2 separate regions of the Cyprinus carpio genome follow, and region 1 is linked to region 2. A link is a contact called in public Hi-C data. All regions are on one chromosome and are shown on one strand. The core of a region is the stretch at or near the end of the contact, and the rest is flanking DNA. Distances in the headings are between cores, read along the strand shown. Region 1 holds the start of LOC109068575 (protein kinase C iota type-like). Region 2 overlaps LOC109102876 (ski-like protein).

What was found. A called contact is a pair of places that touch in the nucleus more often than the background predicts.
Region 1: a Hi-C map of skeletal muscle shows a contact between it and region 2, with 4 times the contacts expected there. The contact joins the promoter of LOC109068575 here to the enhancer-like site in region 2. A contact is called at or near these places in 5 of 8 Hi-C or Micro-C datasets (liver, red blood cells and skeletal muscle).

Annotation. Positions count from the first base shown.
Region 1 is chrA2:18,728,423-18,734,189 of ASM1834038v1, reverse strand. LOC109068575 (protein kinase C iota type-like) reads left to right here and starts at 3,126. Exons shown (of 18, transcript XM_042776845.1): 1 at 3,126-3,486. The coding sequence starts at 3,407.
Region 2 is chrA2:18,685,363-18,691,365 of ASM1834038v1, reverse strand. LOC109102876 (ski-like protein) reads left to right here. Exons shown (of 8, transcript XM_019116221.2): 3 at 3,449-3,553; 4 at 5,274-5,359; 5 at 5,846-5,990. Among protein-coding and RNA genes, the nearest start is that of nadkb, 14 kb to the right of the region's middle. Within about 2 kb of position 2,690, at least 1 of the 8 cell types and tissues checked has an H3K27ac peak or open chromatin away from gene starts, as enhancers often do.

The DNA.
Region 1 (5,767 bases), core at 1,877-4,376, 42 kb before region 2:
AAATCGTGAATTCATAACATTCATGAACATGCAGAATCTGAACTTCAGCTTTAAATGCCAGTGTTAAAGTCAGTGTTATTTTGAGAGTTATGCATTGGACATATTTTGGTGAATGTATTCTTTAAACTCACGAAAAACCTAATTTGCATTTGTAAACATTTTAAACATTATTAAAAGGTCATTAATCTTGGCTCTTTATGTATGATTTCTTATGATTTTCTATACGTTGTGTTAGACATATTATTAACTTACTGTGAACTACATTCATATAGGCTACTTAAATTTCACCAGTAAATAAATGAGCCATTAACTTTTGATAAATGGGATGATTTATGAAATATCTATGTAATAAGCATGCAATAAGGATGATGTTGCCTGTAGCTTTTAAATTGCATATTTTTATAACGTTACACTTTAAAAAAAAAAAAAAAGAAATTTAAGAGGAAGAAAGCAAGTCTGTGATTTTCATCCCCAAATAATTCTGATTGATTTATTTATTGATTGATTGTACCATGCATAGGCCCATATGTTTAGTGGTGGATTTTAAATGTTTTAATTTGGTAAGTAATGAACTTGAACACATGAAGTTTCATTAGGAGTGCATACATTTTATTTGCGTATCAATTTCAATAAAAAAATGCAAAGGTCTAAATGTATTATAATAGGATGCTTTTAAAACCTCTAAGCTCATTCAATTTGATAATATTGTCATAATGACTGTTCAGTGAGTAGACTATTTACAGTGCACAGACTCTTGTTTCAAGAGGGAACCAGTGGTCTCGTGACACTGTAATGACGGTAGTTCTGCCACGAGGGGGCGCATTACACCATGGATTATAAAGGTGCGTCATAAAACGATTCTTGTATCACGCAAGATAATCCATTACCGAACTAATGACTCTTATGAGTTGGTTATTTTAGTGAATCAAAAACACACCGAACAGATGACTATACGAGCAGGTTCTTTTTATTCAGTCAGTCGGAACAGTTACTGAATTAATTTGACTTAATAATGCACAAGTTATGACTTCTTCGTGTCTGACTCGGTTACTGCGTTATGCTGTACAGTACAGTTTAAAGGACTGCACATATTCAGCATCTCAATTACTTTCAATAATTGTATTTTTCTGATTTGTTATCCGTTCTATTAAAATCTTTGGATTAAATTATTTCAAATATTTCTTCTTCAGAACTAGTGGAAATCGTGAGAAAATCTAAGGATGCAAAATGTAAACATCTTATGTTGGTAAAATTTGTTTTTCATTAAATCCCAAGAATAGCAATAGAACTATTTGTACCCCTTTACAAAGAGTTACTGTACTTTATGTTTTGTCTCATTGGATCTCTTTATTAAATGGAAAATTGATTTGCAGGAGAAATGTGTGGTTGTTACCGCAGAAATATCATCTTAGAAATAAGATTAAAGAAATTTCTTATTATCTTATTCACAGATTTTATCCAGCAAATCATTATTTACAAAATTTAAAAAAAAGGCATATATATAAATTGTATTTATTTTTGTAATAAATATGAAGAAACTGCCTTGCACTTGTTTTGGCACTGTACATACTGTACATATGGTGTAAGGTTCAGAAATGTATTCATGAAAATATTCAGTGTTCAAGACCTTTTTCACTCTTATGGGAAAATTTACTCTTTGAGTTTACGAACTATTCTGACCAAGAGGAACAGTACTTTTACTTGATTAATTTACTTACAGCCTCATGATGACCACATTTCACATTCATAAGTGTAAATTTACCAATAAGAAACACAATTTTATGGTTTTGTTGACTGAAATGTGTGTGTGTGTGTGTGTGTGTGTTTTGATTTATTTTTTTAAATTTTATATTTATATACAGTACAGACTAAAAGTTTGGAAACATTACTATTTTTAATGTTTTTGAAAGAAGTGCTCATCAAGCCTGCATTTATTTGATCAAAAATACAGAAAAAATGTAATATTGTGATTATATTATTACAATTTAAAATAATTGTTTTTAAATTTATTATACTTTAAATTATCATTTATTTCTGTGATGCAAAGCTGAATTTTTAGGATCATTATCACATGATCCTTTAGAAATCATTCTAATATGATGATTCATTATCCAAAGTTGGAAACAGTTCTGCTGCTTAATATTTTTTCAGAACATGTGATCTTTTTTTTAGGATACTTTGATGAATAAAAAGTAAAAAAAAAAAAAAAATTTATATTTGTTTTTAAAATATAAATATTTTGTAATTAACAATATTCACTACTGGTCAGTAATTTGTAATTTTTTTTTCTTTCTTTTTTTTTAAAAAATAAAATCAATACTTTTAATCAGCAAGGATGTGTTAAATTGATAAAAAGTGATAGTAAAGAAAATATATTATTAGAATATATATTATTAGAATTTTTTTTTAATTTTGAATAAATGCAGTTCTTTTTAACCTTTTATTCATTAAATATATTAGACAGCAGAGAACTGTTTCCAACACTCATAATAAATCAGAATATTTAGAATGATTTCTAAATGATCATGTGATAGATTTTTGTTTAAAGCGCTATATGAATGATGGTGTATTGATTCTGAAAATTCAGCTTTGCATCACAGGAATAAATTAATAGAAAACTATTATTTTAAGTTGTAATAATATTTCACAATATTACTTTTTTTCTGTATTTTTGATCAATTAATGCATGCTTGATGAGCAGAAGAAACTTCTTTCAAAAACATTAAAAATAGTAATGTTTCCAAACTTTTGGTCTGTACTGTATATATATATATATATATATATATATCTATATATATATATATATATATATATATATATATATATATATATGTATATATATTTATATATATCTGCGAACTACTTCCTTTGCTGCTCTTCTCCACCCTCTTCGAAGTCTGGGTGCTATAATCGGAATGCCACCGGACGCTTCCATCCAACCGAATTCAATTAAACATGATAAATATACGCCATAACATTAAACATATAGCGGACATTTAATATTTTCTCTTTCTCTAAACTGTCTACACAAACATTTTTTTTCTGATACTAACAGTAACCAATAATGTGTAATGTTTTTGTTGGAAATCATCCCCCCCCCCCCCCCCCCTTCTGCATTCCGCTGTTTGGATCATTCCGTCTCGAGGCTGGAGCGAGAGAAGAGAACGGAGTGTTTCCCGTCAGCCACGGAAGTTTTACTAGTCCTAGTAATTTCTGTCAGAACTTGAATAATACTATTTCAGACAGGCCCATTCTACGACCGGGGTCAACACTATTTTGGACCAAAGAATAAGTCCAGTTTTCTAATTCCGGTTGTTATTTTTTCTCTCTCTCGTTGGACGACATCGGGATAGCCTCATTAGCTAAGTTAGCTCGCTAGCCGGAGTAACGTTACGGAGACTTCATAATGCCCACGCTGCGGGACAGCACCATGTCCCACCCCGGAGAAAACCCGCACCAGGTCCGGGTAAAAGCTTATTACAGAGGGTGAGTAGCCAGTGAGCCAGCGCTGTCTTTTTAGATGTTTCGATACACTTACAATCTTATCTTGACCTCTTTATTTGTGTGGTGTTGGGATAAACACAAATAAATAATTAGCCAGCTAGCAGGCAGTGTTAGCAAAGCCCAAAACAAAACTGTCAAGTGAAACCACCTCCAGTAAAACAGCCGTTTCTTCATTTCTTCCTCTTCAGCTGGTTTTCTTTTCGTATCATAGTTCACGTAAACATACTAATTATATGTTTGTGTACTGTTTGTGAGTTAAGATGATTATGGCTTATGATGGGATGTTTTCAGAGCTGCGCCTGTCATGGAGCTAGCTCTCTGCCTGTTTATTATAACATTTGCGTTCTCTATGTCACATTTAGGTAATTCTGTATAACAGTGTAATTAAGGCAAAACTAAAGTCACATGTACCTGAAATGAAATTCGTTAAATGATATATGCAAACATTTCGTTCATGTTATGAACACAATATGTAGATCATCATATTATTTGTACCAGGTTTATTTCTAAACGAGTACATCAGTGAATTGTTATCAGACTGGGACGTAACAACCTGTAAACCTGTAAATTTGTTTCCTGTTCCTCTTACAGTTTAGGGAACAATTCTTGGTTTGCTGTGAAATAACTTTTATGTGCATAAAGGAGCACGTTTATGTATAACTGATTTCAATCAGATTTTCTTTCATGATGACGTGTGCACTTGTTAATCACTTGAAATACTTGTATGACTAGTATCTTTTGCCAGACCTGTTGGAGACTGATCTGTTCACACTCCCCATGAGCACTATTGTATGTGTGCAGCTGTCTTTATGATTCAATCAGTTTCAGTCAGTTGCTGATGATAGTGATAATAATAATAGTAATACTTGTCATCATAATTATTATTATTAATACTACTACTACTATTACTATCATCATTATAGGAAAGTGACAGGTCCACCACCATTAGTGGCTCTGAACTGGCCACAGTAATGTTAAAGATCTTCAAAGAAAGTTTCAGTGAAGCTGATTTTGTTTTGGCTTTAAAGAAGAGCTCTGTGGAGAGCCTGAATTGATGGTTCCTGCCTTATAAAATAGTAGCACAGAATTCCTGGGTGTGGACAGTTTTGAACCCCACCATTTGTCCCTGTATGTGTGTTCTCTTTGGTTTCTGTTGTTTTTCAGTAGGTCATTTTAGCCAATCTTTGAACCAGTTTCAGCGTCCTTATTCTGTATAAACCTCTATTGTGGCTGTGATGCAGGCAGTTAGAGGTTGTTCCTTTGGTGTATGGAGGCCTTAATGGCAGGTTTCTGCCCGAATGCAGTAGAGTCTTGAATAGAGTGAAGGACATCTTACTCCCTGCAATTTTTATCTTCTGTTCGAAACCCCCTGAAGCCTGGCAAAGATGTAATTTACAGCCTTAATCTTTCTCTTCCTCTGCCCTAGGTTCTCTCTCGTACTTATTGTACTTATTCACTGATTGCTCTCTTTCTGTCACTCATCTGTTTTTTTGTTATTTTTGTTTGTTTGTTTGTTTGTTTTTGCTCACTGTTATGTGTTGTAGGTCTGTAATAAGCATGTCTTTAAGGAGATTTGACCTTTATTGCAACACATATCTGATTTTTTTTATGGATGTTGAATACAGTAGATATGTTACTTTATGGCTTTATGTCTCTGCCTAATGTCATGGTCATCTGACTTAAAGGGATAGTTCACTAAAACTAAAACTGAAAGTTGTTTACCAATCCTCAGGTCATTCCAAACCTGTATGCCTTTCTTTCTTCTGTAATAGGGCTGTGTGATAATGGTTAAAACAGTGCTTTTTATTATTTCTTCTGTAATAGGGCTGTGTGATAATGGTTAAACTGTTATTAGGGTTTGTTTGACCTCATCTAGTTTAAAAAAAAAAAGAGAGAATTTTCTCAGAATATATTATTTTATGTTCCAAAAAACTCCCCAGATCAAAATAGGTTCTCCCAAATCATATAGGTTTGTAATGATATAAGGGTGAGTATGAGAATTTTTTCTGAATATTTTTTTTTGTTTTTAATGATATTAGGGTGAGTAAACGATGAATGAACAGTCAGTAATAAAACATAGTGCACAACAACTCTTAACTAAATAAATATAGTAAGAATTATTTTTTTTTATGTTACATACCCACTGTTTGGTTTGAATTAATGGTCTTATTTCCTTGTGTATTTTTTCCTTTTACTTTAGTGTCCATGAGCTTGTTTATACCTCCAGGTTCAGAAAATAGTTTTTGAGGTTATGTGAGTCCTA
Region 2 (6,003 bases), core at 1,441-3,940:
GCTGACAGCTGGACTAAAAGGATAATTCACCCAAAAATTCTGCCATCATTTACTTACCTTCATGTTGTTCCAAAATGTATGACTGACTTTCTTCTGAGTAAATGATAGCTGAATTTTCATTTTTGGGTGATCTATTTCTTTAAACATGCAATTAAATGAGGTTATGGTACAACAACATATACTGTCTGAAACCCAATATGCAATAAACAACATGCTAGTCTTCCATTTTGAAAACAGCCATTGTTTTAAGTTTGTAAATGATTTGCGACAACCTACATTTGTCCACCATGCACCCGGCTCACACGTGCACTTTTGTTTTTTTCCAGCAGTGCTAATGGTGTGTGAATAGGAGACCTGTGTAGGGAGTACAGTGAGGGGCCCCAGCAGCCCTCTGTGTGTTTGTGACTGAAAACTGCCCGTTTGCACTGCATTTCGCTTTTTACATACCCTCTGCCAGAGCTGCAACAGATGGACACACAATCACCCTCGTGTGCCGCCTTTCACACGAATTGTGCTAACTGTGTGTGTGAGGTACTTACAATGAAAAAGCTACTCATGAGTCCAGACACACTCAGTGTCACATACAGTTTCAATTAAATGCTTTTATACATGTGTATACATCAAAAAGGACAGATATGCATTAAATGGCATTCTCTCAAAGGTCATCATGTTGTATGATGGTGTGAGGCTGGCCTAGATAAGATTCATCATCAGCCTGTATGGCTCGTAATTCCCCTCTAACGGCATAGCTCATAAAACTTGCTCGTGCGGGAACTGCAAAGACCTTGCGCGTGTTTACGACTCTTTCCTGTCAATATCTGTGTGTACAGTTGTTTTTTCGTAGCTGTTTTCATCAGGGGATCTCCGTAGTTAGTAATACAGTGATGCGGTCAGGTGTGCACATGCTACAGTGTTCGTTGTCAGAGCCAAAGTGGAATTTGTGTTTGTGTGTCAGTGACCTCATTGTGCCTGTTTCGAGGGAGCGCACGTGAATTTGACGGGGGTTTAAAGCATTCTCGGTTAGATCTAGGAAGTTGCTTTGGTGCTCACGTTAGCGAGCTGATGTGGGCGCGCCGGAGATCATGGACTCTGGTACTGAAGAACAAGTGGTCAGTGTGTGCTTGTGAACATGCATGCACTGATGAGTTCATTTCAAATAAGTGAGCCGCAGGAATTCTAACTCCCATCATACCGATGTGGGCCTCCTTTCTCTCTCACATGCTCTTAAGCAGAGTATCACATATGCTTGTGTCAAACAGGGCTTTGCGTCCTCGGGGTGTTTGTGTTATTGTTCTGAACGCATGTCGAGTCTTGAGGGATTTGTGTTACATTTGTCAGCCGTGCAGAGTATGTAGTGTTACAGAGTATGATTGTGTGTGTGGGGCTTTAACACACTAATTAAAAAGAGATTAGATACGGCTGAAGTGTTGCGTCCCTGGAAGAGAGCACAGAGAGAAACTCATAACAGCCTGATCCATAGGGTTTGGGACTTGAGAAATAACCGTTCAAGAAAACTGTCGTTTACAAACTATACATTACAACGGCCTTCTCAGCTGGTGCTTTCTTACCACTTTGTTAATTTAGCACGTCACGTATATATGGTGGATTTATATAGTGTATCTCGTGTTTGTGCGTTTGGGAGCGGGAGACACCTGTTCCAGTGTAATTTTCTCATGTCCTTGAGGAGAACAGTGCAATAACTCTTTCAGTAAACAGTGGCCACAGCTTTCGCAAAACTATCACAATCACTACTTTCACCATGTGCCGCAGGCTAGCTAGATAAATCCTCTTGTTTTTGTGTTTTTGCTCGAAGGTCTTGTGTCAAGGCTGCACTGCTTCTAACGTGGTACAGCGGATTGAAAGCTCTAATATGAAACAGTGTATATGGCCTCTCTATGGCTATGTTCAAAATAGCATACTACTTTTGCTGTATCTGCAGTATAGAAAGTTTATGTATGTATGCATGGATGTATGTATGTATGTATGTATGTATATGTACTCTGCATAATACGATCATTATCAGTGTGCATAGAATCCCCGCATGACCTAATATAAAATGTGCTGCGTCTAACTGTATCCCACAATGCAACGCACCTGATTTGACCTTCTAATTCCAGTATGATGAATAAATTGGAGTCAGACTGCCTAGACATTTTTGTACAATTGTGGATTAAACATGCAAAAGTATCCATATTTATTTCCCATGATAAGAGCCTACTTTTAATTTTCACATATAGCCAGAGGCTTTGGAAATTTTTTGAACGGTTTGTCTTACATCTGTACTAAGTCTGTGTTTTTTGTTTAGTTTCTTAGGCTGTTTATTACATTTTGCATTTTGTAATGTCTAATTTCTGCTAAGTTGCAATAATAAAATAAGTCAATAAATAAAGCCAAAACACTGTACTTACTACTTTTTATAATGTGTACTGTGCAGTATATTAGTACACTGAATATTGAGAATATTGAACCAGTTTTAAGCATTAGAATTGCATACTTGGCTCTTGAGGGATGAGAGCTCACTTCATAGACTGTAAATGTAAAGATCGGAGACTGCTTGATTGCATGTGTCATGGCTGAGGAGGGAGTGTTGGCTGGGCCGTGAAGTGTGGAGAAATGGCCCAGTAGACATAGTGTGCGTGCTTGTCAAGGTTAGATGGGCTCACCACTGCAGTGTGCTCATTGTTTCTGCCCCCCTCGGCAGCTGCCAACCCCTCCCTCGTGCTGCAGTCCTCCTCTTCCCTCAAGAAAAACAGCCCTATCTCCTACACACACATTTTCTTACATTTAGCGCCAGTGTATGGGGTTGCCATGTCACCCCACCACTGTACAGCTGCTTTATGTTGTGCAATGACATTGCCATTCATTCTTAAGGCAACAGGAAACAGGAGATCCCGTAGTCTGCAGGAAGTTGTAATTTACTCTGGATAAAACATGTTTCTTCCTCTTCTGACACTCACCCATCAACTACTGTAAGTGTCTCTTTGATGGAGGGACAAAGATGTGCGTTGCACTTTCTGGTTTGCTCTGTCAAAGAGAGGATGTTACGGTTTGTAAATATTAGAAACACACATATGAATCATACAGTCTTAAGAAGCGAATGGTTGTTATGGCGGATGAATGTAAGGTCTCTATCCTTCTGTGTCAGCTATATTAAGCTCTGTCTGAGTCTGATAACCATCAGCACGGAGCTTGCCCTGGATTCATGGTGTGTGACTTGCACGCACACAAACACACACACACACACACACAAACACATATGTACAAGCTTCACAGTGTGTTTGTCGAACACGTTAAGCAGAGGAGGTGACAGACAGATTGAATGTGGTGATTTATGCACAAGCTCTGTGATATCAGATGTATTACATGTCTGAACGCTTTCAGCTAAGTGTTAACACTTTTGTGAATGAGGTTGTGCTCATAAAGCATGTGTTTGTGTGTTTTCTCGCAGAAGGTGGCGGATGACGACAGTCAAGGAAGGAAGTCCAGTCCTGTACCCTGCCCACCTAACAGCAAGCTGTCTGATGGCATCCTGGAAAAAAAGCTACCTTCTAAGGTACCGCATCGCTTTACAACAAAGTCCATTTAATGCAAGTCAGGCTACTCGACGGACATCTTAGCATCGATCCCTGGCAGCTGTTTTCTATCTAAGCAATAGACCTGCGAGTATCATGTGTGCTTAAATGCGGACTGTCTAAAATCTCCAAAATTGTTTGGTGTGTAATAACAGTTTAATAATTTATAGGATCTGACAAAAGTTATTTCATAAATGTAACTTCGTTAGCTGAAATTAGGCTAATAAGGCAGTGTACAGTGGGACCTCCTTTTCAACAGTTGCCATTTTAAGCATTCTCCAAATTAATTGTTCTTAAAGTGGTCTGTCTCCTCCTTGTCTCTGTTTACACGCAGGCACAGAACAGCCTCCCCGTTTATCCACACACTTCCTCATCTGGTCAGAAGCAGGAAACAGCTTCTCTCTATCTTACTCACTCATACTCATTGTAGGCCTCAAAACCGACCTCACCTTTCTCACCCACCCCTAGACAACTCCCACATTCAAACCCCTTCCTCTCATTTTCTCTTTCAGTCATTCAGAAATATCTCAATTCACACGCACAAGAGCCCCAGCAGCCATTTGGGTGTAACCCTGTGGTCTTTTTATTTTTATTACGGGTGACGATTTTGGGTTGACCTAATGACAGTTGGTCAGGGTTAAGTTGTAAACAGTGTCCAAACTGTTTCATGCAAACCACTTTCAGAGGAAGGCATTGTTTACCAATAACACAGTACAGTTCAAAAGTTTGAGATCAGTAATTTTTTTAAAGTTAGTATAAAAGTTGAAAGAAGTCTCTTATGCTCACCAATGGTGCATTTATTTGATAGAGAATACAGTAAAATCTGTAGTATTGTGAAAATATTAAAATTTTTAATAACTTATATATTTTAAGATGTAATTTATTCCTCTGATAGCAAAGCTGAATGTTTTAGCATCCATTACTCCAGTCTTCAGTGTCACGTGATCCTTCAGAAATCATTCTGATTTGGTGCTTAAAAACAGTTGTGCTGCTTACTATTTGTGTGAAAACGCAACTATGTAAATGTTGTTGTTATTCTATTTAAATACATTTTTTATTGTAATTTTCTTAACGGTAGTGTATTTTTCTGGTGATTTGTTTGAAAGCGGATGATGTTAATCACAGTCTTTTGACTTTTGACTATATTGTGCTTGTTGTGTAAATGTTAATTCACTGGCCAGGCAATCTATTTGTTTGATATTTGATGAAGTTTGTTAAAGTATTTTGACTTTTGACTAGTATACCTCACCCAGCCTTTACATCAACAATCGAACAGCCAGAAACCCTCCCGGGCTGTTTCACTTAATGCTGTCTTTATCTTATCCTCATCATTAATGCTCTACCTGTCAGCCTGTGCTCTGTGGCCACTGATGGATGAATTCTTCTCATGCATACATGATATTACAGCAGGATGTTTGTACTGCTCTCTTTGTTTACTCTGCTTCAGACGTCCTCTCTACCCTCACCAAGTTTCCTCTCTGTGTGTTTGTACATTTGTATGTAATTATTGCTGTTTGACTGCTTTCTGCGCAAATGCTCTTCATAATCTGTGTGTAATTAGACCTTAAGGAACTTCTGTATTATTCATGCACAAATATGTGTAGACATGTATTTTAATGCAGCTCAAATAGACCATTTCAGATTCAAACAGTCCTAAAGTGCTTCATTAATATTGATATGAGTTTGTTTGTGTGTGTACAGGGCAACTTGCAGTCTTCAATGGCATTCAGTAGATTGTTTCCTGACATCAAAGAAGAACCAGGACAGAGCCCCATCATCCACCCTAGGTACGGCACTTTTCTTCCCAGCATTCCCTTGTTCCATTTCAATAGGATAACGCAAGTGCATATGATAAAATGGGCAAAATTCCATAGATGTCCTATAGGTTTCTTTGATTTGGACCTGCAAGCGTTGACCCTAGAAACCATTCAGGACACCCTAGCAACCGTATAGCAATGCCTTATCAAACAATCACATTTGTACTACCCATCTTTTTAGATAATGTTAAAATGTATTTAAGATTTATATTCGCAAACCTTATAAGAGAATAAATGCACTTGACCTCAAGGATTGCATTTGAATTGCATTGCCACACTTCAACTAGACCCTTTTTGTTTGTTTGTTTTTAAATGTTAATTTATCCCAATGTGATCTGATTATTGCGATTAGATCTGTAGTGCATCTCTGAGAACAACAGTTATCATGATAATGTTGGAGTTTGTAGTTCCAGCATTGGATGTGCACTGGCCTGAGGGTGTTTGTTATGTTTGCAGTTACTACCTGTACACGTACGATAAGATGGTGGCCCCTAACGTATCCCTGAGGAAGGAGGGGGAGGTGAGCCATGAGGTTCTGGGGCCCTGCTCAAACAACACTACAGCAGGAGAACACTCACCCACGACAACCAGCCCACCACAGGTTTGTACTATTT